2 separate regions of the Sus scrofa genome follow, and region 1 is linked to region 2. The links are chromatin contacts, called in public HiChIP or PLAC-seq maps. All regions are on one chromosome and are shown on one strand. Each heading gives the region's core, a stretch centred on a gene start, on an enhancer-like site or on the middle of the called end of the contact. The rest is flanking DNA. Distances are from core to core; before and after follow the strand shown. Region 1 has its middle 74 kb from the start of MIR7143. Region 2 has its middle 52 kb from the start of ENDOD1.

What was found. HiChIP or PLAC-seq counts read pairs in DNA pulled down with a chosen protein or histone mark.
Region 1: a contact with region 2 is called in an H3K27ac HiChIP or PLAC-seq map of skeletal muscle. The contact joins two enhancer-like sites. A contact is called at or near these places in 4 of 47 Hi-C or Micro-C datasets (embryonic fibroblasts, epiblast stem cells, fetal skeletal muscle and 1 more) and 2 of 2 datasets of contacts at active chromatin or transcription factors (alveolar macrophages and skeletal muscle).

The regions. Positions count from the first base shown.
Region 1 is chr9:27,376,802-27,383,925 of Sscrofa11.1, forward strand. No RefSeq gene overlaps it. Among named protein-coding and RNA genes, the nearest start is that of MIR7143, 74 kb to the left of the region's middle. Within about 2 kb of position 5,015, at least 36 of the 83 cell types and tissues checked have an H3K27ac peak or open chromatin away from gene starts, as enhancers often do. A contact at or near this core is called in skeletal muscle, where this site is marked.
Region 2 is chr9:27,182,159-27,189,409 of Sscrofa11.1, forward strand. No RefSeq gene overlaps it. Among named protein-coding and RNA genes, the nearest start is that of ENDOD1, 52 kb to the left of the region's middle. Within about 2 kb of position 5,778, at least 39 of the 83 cell types and tissues checked have an H3K27ac peak or open chromatin away from gene starts, as enhancers often do. A contact at or near this core is called in skeletal muscle, where this site is marked.

The DNA of each region.
Region 1 (7,124 bases), core at 3,765-6,264, 190 kb after region 2:
GGCCTGGCAGACCCTGGTGGAGGAGCAGAGGGCAAGGGCAAGGAAGGAGCTAGAAACGCTGATGGCAGTGCCCCCAGAGTGAGGGCCTGTGGGCTGTCACCCCAGAAAAAACTCAACCCTGGACATTGACTCTCTGAGAGGCTGAAGGACCTGGGAGCTGTGGCTGGTCTTGTTTCTGATTTGCAAAAAATTTCTTAAAGCAGTGTGATGAGACCTAGTGCTGCTTCTCCCTGGAGTCTCAGTGGAAAAGATGACAGCCCTTGCTCTCCTTCGCTTCCCCTAATTTGTCCCCCTAATGTCCTCTCCCACTTGCAGGAACAACCTCCAGGCAGAGGCTGGGAGACACGTGCGTGAGGGGCCTGCCAGCCAGTTTCATAAGACGTCGGCCCTTAAACAATTACAGTACCTCCGGCCCTGCCTCCTTGTCTCAGTCTCCTTGATATTTCATTTTCCCTTCGAGGCTGTAACAAGATGGCCATGTTAATTGATTCCGAAATGGTGGTGTGTCTGGTGGGCTGTGGTCCCGAGCGGCCCAGGGGGTGGCCTGGTGTGTGGTTTTGCTCTGGGCCCCAGAACTTGCCTGGCCCACACCCCTGGGAGCAGGAGAGTCCCAAGTCCCTGGCAACCCAAGTCTCTTCATTCTACTCCTTCCTGCCTTTGAATTGGGATCCTGTGACCTTTGTTTATTCCCCTCCTCGTACCCTTCAATCAAGCCTAGTGGTGAATTTGATGGTGCCAAGAGGCATTTAGTGTTAAGGAGAGGTAGGTTTCAACCTAGGCTTCGCTTCTCCCTTGACACTTGGTGCACTTGAGCCGAGCTTTTGACCTCTGAGACTGAGTCTTCTCACCTGTGAAAATCAGGTCGTAACATCTCTCCTATGTCTTGACAGGAGCCTCTTGAGGATGAGAGGGTTTAAAGTACTTGAAAGCACATTGTAAACTGTGGACCACTATGCAGATGGGGGTGATGTCGTTGAAGATGCTCATTAGATCCTGGACCTGTGTGGGCGTGTAAACTGAACAGAATTTAAATTAGCTAATTAAATGGGAGTTTTCAAATGCTTCTAATTAAGTCATGGAGCAGCAGCAGGGTCCAGATGCACTTATGTGAACCTTTATGCACGTAAAGAGGCCCCTGGGAAGCGCTTCGCATCTCCAGTAAGGTCAAGGACAGTAAGGGCATGAGACTGGCTTCCACGTGGACCTGTTGAACGCTCTGGCAATGGGTTTCCAGCGCTGGGGAACTGCCACAGGCCACCTGACATCCTAGGGCCTATGGTTCAGACTATGTTTTCTGGGGGATGGGAAACCATTGGAAGGTTTAAAATAGAGGAGCAGTCTGGTCTAATTTACTTGTGAACCTTTTCTCAGGTTGTCGTGTGGAAATGGGACATAGGTGTTTGTTAGGCTGCTGTCACTGTTTTCAGCCTCTGAGCCTCCATTCTGTCCTTAGAGAGTTCCTGCACAGGTGGGTCCAGGTGGGAGACTTTCCCCACCCCCAACCCCTCCAGAAGCTGAACGGGCCAGATGTTCCCTCGCCTGGTTCTGACAGCTAAGGCTGGGTGTGGGTGCTCTACCAGCTATTCCAAGTCCAGTTCCAGGGGTACAAAGAGCTTGGACAAGGTAGATTTATTCCAGTGGTGGCAGAGGTGGCCAGGCCAGGGGGCCAGTGAGGTCCAGACTCTCTGTGCCGGAGAGAAGTCCAGGTCTAGCAGGACAGCCTCACATGCTGACCAAGCTCAGTCTAGACCGTGATTTTACAGAGGCACCTCCTCGGCCTCCATGTGTTTCTGCAAAGTCTGAGACTAGTCCTCTTGCCTTCTTATCAAGTCTGTGAATTTCCCAAGAAATTTCCAATAATCCTCTTTCTTGTCAACTTGAGTTGGTTTGTATTGTTTGCATGCCATCAAGCATATTGATGTGTTAAAGGGAAGAGGTGAGAGTGGAGAGACTTCTTAGAGGCTTTCACAGCCAACTGGTGGAACAAGAGGGTGGCCTGGTTGAACTCAAAGATGCAGATGAAAAGAAGTGCATGGGATGGATTTTGGATGGTGTTGGAGGAAGAATCACCAGAATTTCCTGATTGTTCATGTGTGGTGAGAAGCAAAGAGGAATCAAGGAAAACTCGATATTTGGCTTGAAAATGTCAATGCCTGTTTGTGGAAAGCTGGAAAAAGTCTAGAAGGGAAGGCACTTAAAACTTCATCAAGGCTTATCTGAAGAGCTCCCACTGTGGCACCACAGGTTAAGAGCCCAACTGTAGCGGCTTGGGTAGCTGTGGAAGTGCAGGTTGGATTCCTCAGCCCAGCACAGTGGGTCAAAGGATCCAGTAGGTTGCAGCTGTGGCTGGTTTCAATCCCTGGCCCAGGAACTTCCATGTGCACTGGGTGCAGCCATAAGGGAAAAAATAAATAAAAAATAAAAAAATAAAAAAAGCTTATCTCAGAGGTCCCCTGGAGCTATGGTAAGAACAGAGGATTTACTTCATATTTAATACACAAAAATATGATTTATGTTATACTTCTATCTTATATAAAAATGGTAGCAGCTGAGTGCTTATGTTTAATGTATTCTTGTTTTGTAAATAAAATATTAAAAACTCTTTTAGCGAAAACTTTGGGACTTTGGGAAAGTATTAAAGACAGAATTAGATTCATGGAGAATGTTTGGGTCTATTGAAAAGTCAAGAAAAAAATAAAGGGGCTTTCTTGGCCGAATAAAAAGAATGCTGCTATTAAAGGGAAAATAAGAGATGAGGAACATAGAAAGAGCTTAGTACGGAAGTCATCAATCATTTCACTCTGGAGTGGAAGGTTTCACAACCTAGTGGCAGAGAACCATGTCTCCCTAAATAGCATTAATTACATCTTCTGGAAGAAGAGCTGTGCTGAATCCAAGGCTGTCTAGATTGGCAACCAGATAGTTAGCAGCCAGTAGGAGTTTAACCTACATCAGAGACAGGCGTTCCCGAGAGAGTTTGTGAAAAGACTGTCTAATCTTGCTCCCTCTCCACAGTCTGGGCCTGGCGAGGATGCTGGGGGAGGGGAGGTCTGGGCTGGGGGAGTGAGGCAGAAACACAACTTGCCAAAAGTTGCAGGAGATGGAGTTCCGTCGTGGCTCAGTGGTTAACGAATTGGACTAGGAACCATGAGGTTGCGGGTTCGATTCCTGGCCTTGCTTAGTGGGTTAAGGATCCAGCATTGGCTTTGCGGTTGCCATGACCTGTGGTGTAGGTCGCAGACGCAGCTCTGATCTGGCATTGCTGTTGCTGCGGCTGCGGCTATGGCTGGTGGCTACAACTCCGATTAGACCCCTAGCCTGTGAACCTCCATATGCTGCAGGAGCAGCCCTAGAAAAGGCAAAAAGACCAAAAAAAAAAAGTTGCAGGAGAAGATCAGGCGTCAAGAAGGGTTAGTGATGACTCAAAGCTGAATTTCAATCCTAGATCCGTCTGCAGGTCAATTTGTTCACTGCACATCCTGGTTGCCAAATCCTGGGGAGGTGAATACAAAGCAGAGCCAAATCCAAATGGGTAACTGGCCGAAAAACCAAGGTAGGCGCAAGTGATGGGGTGGAAAAGGGGATACTCTGGATCAGGCTGGAGTTGGCCTGGAGTTAGTGAGTTGCCATGTCTGTCATGGGTGGAAGCGTGTCTTGGATGGTGAAGAATTCTTGAGAGGAATGGACAGACTTTCTAGGTCCCAAAGAGCCTCCTGAGTGAGACCCTGAAACCTCTACCTGAGAGAAATGGGGACAGAAATCAGATTTTTTTCTAGATTCCACCTATCCACCCATCCATTTAGTAGCCCCAGAGTGTAGACCCACTAACATATACCAACATCATTAACTCAAGTTAACTTTGAGGAACATCAATGCAAAGAATAAAGCTTTTGAATTTTATTTTTCTAATAGGGGTAGGGTTGTAAAAATGAGGTTTAAAAATGATATCAATGAGGTTCTTTGAGGGTCAGCTTTTAAGAAAAGATAATGATTTGAAGTAGCATAAAAAAATGTTTACGTGTACATGACTGCTGTTCCAGTTCTTAAAGTATGTATTTTTCCAAGTAGGCTTAACAAAATTGCACTGGGATTGTGTTGACTGTCTTTATTTACTAAGCAAACTTTTTCTTTACAGATAGCATAAAACTAAACGTCACCCCAATGTCTGAATTGATTTATTTCTAAAAGTAACAGATTTCCTTTTCATGGAATTGTTTCTATTAACTCTATCCCAGTAAGAAGAAAGGTAAGACAGTTGGGAGGCGGAAAAAAAAAAAAAAAAAAACCGTATTTGTACTGGGGTATATAAAAACTCATCACTTAAGTTGTCTGATATTTTGAATTATTTTGTCTCCACCCAGGTAGATAAATCAGTGTTAACGAGATCTAGAAATCTTGAGAATAGAATTGTAAAGCGGAAGACAGAACACTACCGTCCTTCGCTTGGTTCTAGAAGTTTCCTTGGAATTACAGAGAGCAGTGGTAATGGGAATCCTGATCAGAGGGACGTCTACGTCTCAGAGGTTCCCGAAATAAAGATAGCAATTGTACCATTAGAGGCACAACCCCAGTAGCCCAAATTCACCCTGATGATTAATGACAAGGCCATTAGCGTGGTGTTAATAAGACTTTCCAAGGAGCCAGGCGCCTCCCCTCCCCCAGCTCGGAAGGCAGCCTTCATCCTCAAGCCCAGTGCCCGGATTGTCAACCACAGAAAATACCAGTGGCTCTGGAGGCGGGCCAGAACCAACCCGCTCTCTCTCCTCTGCTCTGGGCCATTTCTCTAACCCCTTTATCTCACACGCTTCCCCACGGGCTGTTTCTCTTCTGGCTGTAAACACACACACACACACACACACAATTCGACACACACACACACACACACACACACGCCAAACCTAGGAGCTCAGCAGAAAACAAGTCCGTGCTTGCAGGGAGCTCAGGAAGGCCTGCCCGGGAGAAGGGGCAGCAGAGAAGCCCTCGTGGCTGCTTGCCCCGGGCTTGGTCTCTTCTCCCCTGCCAGATGGTTTCCAGACCCCTTTCAGTTTCAGAATAGCCTAAAGCCCAGGACGGGCAGGCTGCCTACCCAGAGTGACATCTGTGTTTCTAGGAAGTCTCTCTTCTACTGCGCGCCACACCCTACTTTTCCTGCCCAGACCTGAAAGCCTGTGCTGGGGAGCCTTGCCTTCAGCTGAGGCGATAATCCTCCTCGACATGCAAATCCCCCTGGGAGGGGGGACGCTGCAGCTCCGACATCCTTTGCACTTGAAGGGGGGGGTTTCCAAACCTGGGAGGACACGGGTGCCCTTGGACGCTGCCAGCCTCTACTGCGGAGGACGAAGCTCTTCCTGGCCTGGGTGGGCTGGAATTCTGGTGGTGATGGTTGGCATGAATTGAAGGGCCCGGGGAGAGCGCCCGTGGGGAAGGGCTAAGGCGGGAGACTGGCCCCACCCAGGGCAGCCCTCTGGTCTGGCTTCCTGTAGGAGCAGAGCTGTTTTGCTAGACGGTCCTCTTCCAGAGTAGTGGGCACAGACTGGGCTGGTCATTTCTATATTCTCAGCAGGGAGCACAGTTGCTGAGCACCCTCTCGAGCCCAGGAGACGCATAAGAACTGTGTGCAGAGTGAACAAATGATGAATAAATGAAGGAAGCAAGAAGGACGTGAGGGGTGCGACCTCCCTTGGCAAGAACCACTGTGACCAAATGCCCAGCATGCTCATCCAGCTGGGCCACCTGGAGCAGTGGCATCGGTTGCTGTCCCCTTGGTCCACACTGGCTGGGACTCCTGAATCTGCTTTTGCACAATAGGCACCGGGGCTCTTGGCCTCCCTCTGGGGGCTGTGCCAGGGCAGCTGCTTTCCCACCCCCTCGACTCCCCCCATCGAGTCTCTGCTTTTTTTTTTTTTTTCCCCAAACCTTTCCATCTGGCCCCAAGCCAGGGAGGCCTCTAAGTCACACTCAGAATTTCCATGACAGTAAATAGACCCAATGAAGCCCTTTCCAGCCCCTGAAAGAAGTCTCTTCCAATCCCGCCGTGTCTGGCAGCATTTTTGTTCGCCCCATTTTGATCCAGGCCTGTGGAAGGTCAATGACTCCTTTAAAAATAAGGAAAACATGGACGAGGGCCCAGGGGCTGAGCTGCTGACAGAGCAGTTCTTTGCTGCAGCCCACAGTTCCCTGCTGAAGCCTCACAGAGATTCCATACAAAGGTCTGCCATCTATTATGCTCCAGTCGACCGCTGCATTCAAATGTAAAAACAGATCCTTGGATCAACACCCTATAAAAAGCCAAGAAAAATGTGGCAGTGTTCTTCCCGGGCTCAAGCCGAGAGCTTTCTGGGGGAGGCCAGCGGCGGTACCTGTGTGACTTTCAGGGTAACTCGATCCTTTCAGAATCTCTGCAAGATGGGGCGGTTTCAGGTATTAGCACCCTCACTGTGGACATGTGCAAGGAAAAATGCCCCCGGGCCAGAATCCGCACAGGGTGGGGGTGGGGGTGGGGGCAGGGTAACCCCTTCCAGTCTTTCACTCAGCTCCCCCCCCCACCCCTGGTTCCGGTCAGGACTAAACCCTTCTGGAAAGTGGGGCACTTGAAAAAAAAAATCTCTGCTCAAAACCTGCTCCGAACAGACTCCCCAGCTCACATAAGCCTCCCCAGCTCACACACAGCCACTTTCTTAAAATAAAACAACAAGCTGGAGGCCCAGAGAGCCTGGCCAAACCCAAACAAAAACAAAGTTTCCTGCTTCCTTGGACATTGCTGGCCACTGGGGCTGAACATCCACACAGGAAAAGAAAATATTAGCAGAGTAGGATCAACTGGGATATTTGAAGGTTGGGGAAAAAAGACACCCTCTTCCCCTTCATGCCAGACTGTCACCTTTCTTCCCTCTAGTTCCTGGCTCCGCTCCCTCCAAGGCCCCCAGGAAAGCTTTTGGGCAGCAGGGAATGTGGAGGAGCTGGAATGGTTGGATAACTGGGTTTCGACTGTTAACCGGGTTAATCTGGACTGTGCGACTCTTGCAGGTGCCACACGGGCACTGGCCACACACCCTCTCCCCTCTCCTGGAGGACGGCCAAATGGCTGTTCGCGTTCTGTCTGCTTCATTTGTTCACCTATTGGC
Region 2 (7,251 bases), core at 4,528-7,027:
GTGTGAGGTGGTACCTCGTTGGTGGCTTTGATTTGCATTTCTCTACTAATTAGTGATGTCGAGCATCTTTTTGTGTGCCTCTTGGCCATCTGTACATCTTCTTTGAAGAAATGTCTATTTAGGTTTTTTGCTCATTTTTTGGATTTTTGTTGTTGTTATTGAGTTGTATGTGCTGTTTACATTTTGGAAATTAACTTCTTGTTGGCTGCATTGTTTGCAAATATTTTCTCCCAGTCTGTAGGTTGTCTTTTCATTTTGCTTACAATTTCCTTTGCTATTCAAAAGCTTAGATGTTTGATTAGGTCCCATTTGCTTATTTTTGCTTCTATTTCTATTGCCTTGGGAGACTGACCTAAAAAAACCTTGGTATGATTTCCGTCAGAGAATGTTTTGCCTAGGTTCTCTTCTAGGAGTTTTATAAAGTCATGTCTTATGTTTAAGTCTTTAGGCCATTTTTTAGTTTATTTTTGTGTATTGCATGAGGGTGTATTCTCACCTCATTGATTTACATGAGGCTATCCAGCTTTCCCAACACACTCGCTGAAAAGACTCTTTTCTCCACTATATATTCTTGCCTTCTTTTCCTCTGATTTCTTTTTTCTTTTTTTTTTTTTTTTTGTCTTTTCTAGGGCTACTCCCGCGGCATATGGAGGTTCCCAGGCTAGGGGTCGAATAGGAGCTGTAGCCGCCAGCCTACACCAGAGCCACAGCAATGCCAGATCCGAGCTGCATCTGCAACCTACACCACAGATCACTGCAACGCTGGATCCTTAACCCACTGTGCAAGGCCAGGGATCGAACCCACCACCTCATGGTTCCTAGTTGAATTCATTAACCACTGATGGGAACTCCTTTTCCTCTGATTTCTTAACCATTAAGCTTTACCTAAAGCAGTATTCTAAAAACTGAATAATGAAAGAGTCACCACTTTCAAAGATGGAGTATTATTTTCAAGAATATAAAAACACAAATCCTAGTAAAATGTATAAACTAGAAATATAATAATAATGTATAATCTAGAAACATAGTTCTAGTGGGATTTGGGATATTGTTTTGAGAAATCCACTGAAGGAAGAGCTAACACTTAGGGAGCAGCTCCCGTGGTCCAGGCTCTTACACAGTTTATGTAAACTCATTTCATTCTCACAATAATCTTTTTCCCCCAGGTGAAAAATGAAATTTCTAGAGGCTAAATAACTTGCCCCAAGTCACACACCACTAAGTGACAGAAGGAGGATTAAAACACAGGTGTGGGAGTTCCCTTTGTGGCGCAGTGGAAACAAATCCAACTAGGAACCATGAGGTTGTGGGTTCGATCCCTGGCCTCGATCAGTGGGTTAAGGATCCAGCGTTGCCGTGAGCTGTGGTGTAGGTCACAGACGCGGCTCGGATCTGGCATTGCTGTGGCTGTGGTGTAGGCTGGCAGCAACAGCTCCGATTAGACCCCTAGCCTGGGACCCTCCATATGGCAAGGATGTGGCCCTAAAAAAAAAAAAAAAAAAAAAAAAAGGCATAAACACTGGTGTGTCCTGGTCCACTTTCCATGTTTTTTCCAGGAAGCTCTGAGTTATGGGTTGGTCTCCCCAGGGATCAGACTCTGCGATGAGATGCGTGTGAATGGAGATTAATTGGGAAGTGCTCAGGGAGCACACTTGCAGGTGAACATAAAACTACAGGAGCTCGCCAAGGAGAAGGTGGCTGTGATGCACTGGAAGAACTCAGTGGGTCCATGAAGCATTCTCAAGCGGAGCTAGCGCTTCAGAGATATCCCGATGAGGGGCAAAGGGCCTTGAACCTTTATTACTGCCCCCCTCCCCATGGCCCCATAGCAGGCATCACAGTAAATGGCTACAGAATAGATAAATGCATCAAGCAGTCAACTCAGATTGAGCTGTCAAGGGAGGCAACACAGCAGAGGGGAGAGTCTTGGGTGGGGTCAGGAGAGTCTTATCGGGAGAGTCTTTCCTGCAGGGCTCTAGAATATTCAGGACTCTCCTCAAAAAGGAGAAGCCAGATCTCTAAGCCCAAACACAGTGCGAAGGTGAACACTCCAAGTCCCTGTATACAACCTGTCCAAAGAGTCCTTGGTGCAGGGTGGTACATTTTTAATGTTGTTGAGTTTAGGCCTGGCCCCAAATCGAATCAACTTACAGTATTGAATTCATTTACTCTAGGATTCCGAGTTGTGACCACACACCCAGGGGGAGTTCCTAAAAGTAAATGATTCGGGAACTCTGCATGTCTAGAGGCTGGTGGTAGGAGACTGTTAGCTGATATTAACAGCCAACCATAAAGACATTCATCCTCAGTGGGCCGCAGCCCAGAGGGTGGGATGCAGTAAAGGAATCCCAGTCCCATCCCTCGTGTCTGGGCCTGGTCCAGTCTCACCTTCAGTCTCTGTGGAAAATGGGAAGATTGGGGACCAAGGAGCATTAGAAGTCCACAGGGAAGAGGACAAGATGAAGTCACTTAAGGGAAATAGGATTGATTTGTTGAATACATGTCATCTCATTTAATCCTTATTACAACTGCATGAATTACTCTGGCAAGCTTTCCAGAGGAGGAAAGTGAGATTCAGAAGGGCGAACTGCAATCCCGTGGATGTGGAAAGAAACAGAGAAGGAGAAAGGAGTGAAGGAAAGAGGGAAGGGAGGAGACTAGAGTTGGACACATTTATTACAAGAAAGGCGACAGGAGTTCCTGCTGTGGCTCAGTAGGTTAAGAACCCGACTAGTATCCATGAAGATGCAAATACTATCCCTGGCCTTGCTCAGTGGGTTAAGGATCTGGCGTTGCCATGAGCTGTGGTGTAGGTCGAAGATGTGGCTTGGACCTGGTGTTGCTGTGGCTGTGGTGTAGGCCGGCGGCTACAACTCTGATTTGACCCCTAGCAGGGGAACTTTCCTATGCCACAGGTGTGGCCCCAAAAAGACAGAAAAAAGGAGGAAAGAAAAGAAAAAAGGGGACAATTTTTTTAAAGGGGGCAATTTTTAAAAAGCTGCCAAAACATACTCATGCTGCCAGTACACCATGCTTCTGCCCTGTGCACCCAAAGTGGGAACCAAGAGTGAATAAGTCCCTGAACCCCCAGGCTTCATTCTACCTTCTCTTTGTCCTTTCTAAATATCTGCAGATTCTGCTTGAGGCTCCCAAAGACCTCTGATGGCCTGTCTCCAGAGGATTTAAGCCTGTGATCACAGAAATCATTTTTGGCTTCAGTTCTAATAGAATTTTCAACAATGAAATGAATACTTTGTGTACTATAGGAAATTTAAAATATGTTATTTCATTCACTCTTCATAATAGCCTGCCAAGATAAAGAATTATTATGTCTATTTTTGTGGAAGATGAATCTGAAGCTCAGACAGGTTAAATAAGTGGTTCAAGGTCACACAGTGAGTGTCAGAACTGGGATTCTGAGCCAGATGGGAGGCTACACACGTTTCACTTGACCATCCTGCCTCAAAGTTACTGAGGTCCAAGGAGTTCCTGTCGTGGCTCAGTGGTTAACAAATCCGACTAGGAACCATGAGGTTGCGGGTTCGGTCCCTGCCCTTGCTCAGTGGGTTGACGATCCAGCATTGCCCTGAGCTGTGGTGCAGGTCACAGACGCGGCTTGGATCCCGCGTTGCTGTGGCTCTGGCGTAGGCCAGTGGTTACAGCTCCTATTCGACCCCTAGCCTGGGAACCCCCACACGCCAAGGGAATTGGCCCAAGAAATGGCAAAAAGAAAAAAAAAATGTTACTGAGGTCCATGAAGTCGGTATATTATTACCCTGGCCTTCCTTTTGGTCGATCCACACAGTCGGGATCCATCAGAGGTTGCAGATTTTGCATGGATCGGTTGCCCAGTGAAGGGCATTTTATTTGTATTTATTGAGTTCAGTCTGTGTGTGTGCGTGTGTCTTGGCATCCATATAGCATACAAGCCTCCTTCAAATATATTAAGCTTTCCATGTGTACTGAGGCATCCGGCAAGAAGTGGTCCATTGCCAGTGCAAATAGAGGAAGAGTGCAGGCAGCCTTGTTGGGGTGGCGGTGTTGGGAGAAGAAGTTTGTGAGGAATGGAGCTGTCAGTGCAGATACCTCACCTATGCCTCCCCCCAGATAACCAGCACCCCCATGTTAGTATTTACCCAAGGAGCCATGCAGTCTCTACTGTGGGTCTGTAGTTCTTTAGCGACCCCAGAGCCATCACCCACTGCCCTGTGCCTTTGGCCGTCATCCTTGGTCTGGGACCGGCTCTATCCTGTGTGGATGCTGCCAAATAGTTCCTCAAAGGCAGGTGGGTGTAGCCCTTATCCACAGCACCCCTGAGGCTCAGGCCTCGTGCAGAGTGGCTGGGAGAGCCCAGGTGCTCCTGGGTCCTGGCAGTGCTCTGAGAGGTGGGTGTGAGCGTTGAGGGAAGGCTGAGCCGCAGGAGGGGAGAGGACCATTCTGGAAGCAACTGCCAACAGAAGGCACTGTCCTCCCAGAACCCCATGAGGAGGCAGAGGGCCCCCCCCCCCCCCCCCCCCCCCCCGTGACACTGTGACCACTGCTACCAGGCAACCAAGGAGATGAGTGAAGGAGAGGGGTGGGAAAATGTTATTGATTGGGGCATATGGAAGAACTTGAGTCAAGCGAGTGCCAGGGACAATGTCAAAATGGCATTGACCCTCCACCCTGGCCGATGGAAAGAAAAAAAAAATTATATACGTATACACAGTTTCTCTTAAACAGCGCTGAGTTAGAGATTCCCCTCTGCCTTTTACCGTCTTAGGGCCAGGCACATAACCTAAGGGCAGGTCATAATTCTCTGGATAAGGCTGTCGGGGAGGAACCCAAGGCTGACACACACCCAGAGCGCTGGAAAAGTTAGCGCCCTTCCCGCCCACCCCTGGGAAGGCTTAGGAAGGCTGCTTTGCTTTCTGCCCAGGCCGAGGAAGAGCTCTCAGGGAGAGTGAGGCTTGGCGATGTCCTCGGAGTCCTCTGCGGGGCGGGCCCTGCCAGGATGAGGGCAGCATCCTCCGGGAGGGCGCGCTACAAAGAGGCATTGTTCCGGGAGAGCTCGCTGCGGGGGCGCTGGCTCCGCCGCAGGCCTGGGTGTGGGCGGGTTTGCTCCCCTCCAACCCCCAGGAGCAAACACAGTGGCCAGCCTCCAGCAGTAGTTTGTTAAAAATCAGGAATGCGGGACAGTGCCAGAGACCGTTTATTTTCCCTTGGGGTGGGCCGGAGAGAAAGCCGCTCCCTTTCTTGGGAGGGATCCAGTCTGTCCCGCCTTGCGAGGTGGCTGACCCAGTTCCCGAGGTTCCCAGGGAGGCGGCCAGGTGACCGCACCGCCCCTTGCTCTGGGCGACTGCGTGCCTTTCCCAGTCCCACGCAGCCTGCTTTTTCCCGCGCCGAGAAGAGATGCGATGACTCCCGGGCCCGAAGCCGGGATAAACTTAACCCACTCTCACTCCACGCTAGTGTAAGGAGATGGAGCGGTGCTCGGTCTCGAAAGCGGGCGATTGTGCAGCTGCGGAGGACACACACACACAGACACACACACACACACGCACGCACACGATTCCCATCGGCAAGGAAACCCGGCGCCTCCTTTGGCCACTCCCCAAGCCCCATGAGGGCGGTGGTGGAAGGAGCTACTTTTCTAGGAAGAGGGCTGCTGGGTCGGTAGCCCTCAATTCTCTATTTGGGGGTTGTCCGCTGCTCGGGGGCACCCCCTCCAAGGCTCTAAGGAGGAAAGGACCAGGGTTTAAGGAGCTTTTCTTCACCTTTATCGCTGTCTGCCGCGCCCGCCTCCAGATGGCGCTCCCCGTGAGGGCAGCGGGTCGAGTCCGACGGCGAAGGCTCCAGTCTGGGGTTCGGCCTGCGCGGGAGGAGCTGCGCGTCCGAACACGGCTGCCCCCACCACCCTAGACACCCACCCGGCCCCTGCATCTCTGTGCCACTCGGCGCCGGGGGGTGAGGGGTGGGGAGGGGCGGAATGAACCCAAAGAAATAGGCAAAGGCCAAGGGGCACTGCCAGGCTCCTTCCCGGTGGCCGGATCGCGTCCTTCCTCCCCTTCCAAGGGCTGGGAGAATTTGAGGGTCAGAGGGAAGACTTGGTGTCTTTCCAGAAAGTTGCACTCTCATCTCCCCAATTCTGCATTGCCCTCTGGGCCTCTTTGGACTCTCTGAACCCCCTGGTGGGATCCGATCCCAGTCCAGGAAGTCAGGTGGCCTGCGGGAGGGCAGCGCTCAGCTTAGGGGGTCGGGGCCCCGCTCGCCCTCTCGCGACCCTACCCAGGGCCCCCGCGTGTGGAACCCGCACATCCCCGACGGCCTCGCTCGGATGACCCTCCTGGGAAAGGCTGGGCGAATCTAACCACGCGGATTGTCATTTATTAATGGACACCAAGAAAGGGAAGCTGGGGTCCGCGCCTGTGAGTGCCTCTGTGGGTGCCTCCCCTCCCTGCAGGCAGGCCCCAAGGGGAGGCCAGAGCAGGCAAAGCTTCTGTGAGCTCAGAGCAGGGGAGTTAAAGGAATCAAAGGTATGGGGACATCAGCCTCGGACAGCCTGTTAACCCATCTCACTGTGATCAAATATTTACATGAGCTTCCTAAGGCTCGCCCTTACCTAGACCTGCGTCTCCCCTTTTTAGCGAGATGGGGCGCATCGCAGATGCAAGCACGCCGCTTACAGTGTAGTCCAGCCGTTCTTGGCCTATCGGCTTATCGGCCAATTTCACAGGTTCGCCGGCAGAGGGCAACCTTATTCCAAGTTCTCGGGCGCCTTTAGGATCCGCTCCTCTTTCCACCCAACTGGCGAGGTGAGACTAAGTCTTCCCTGTTTGCAGTCGTTCCTTGCTCATCTAGCGTCCCCCGGAAGATCCAAGCCGCCCCCTCACTTGCGGAAAGTCCTAGGGAAGAGCGGCCCTGGGCATCGTGTCTCTAGCACAGCCAGTGTGAGCTGGCTCTGTCCGGGTGGCTGTCCTTTTATTCCTCCTCCTGAGAACTGTTTGCTTTTTAAGGAAGCATGGGCGCCTGCAGGGAGACAGAGAGAGGGGAGGATGGCTGGGCAGCCTCTGAGACAGGCTGAGGGGAGGTTTTCCCTGTTTTGTGAGATCTCTTCAGTTTGCACTTCAGTTAGCGTGCGGCAGCCTCTGCTCTGTGTCAGGCACTCGGTTGAGCGTTTTCCTTAGAGGCACAAGCCCTGGGCTTGGAGCCGCATGCAGCGGGCTTCTGGCTCTGCCTCTGAATTTCTTCTTATAGCAGCACATCTTGTTC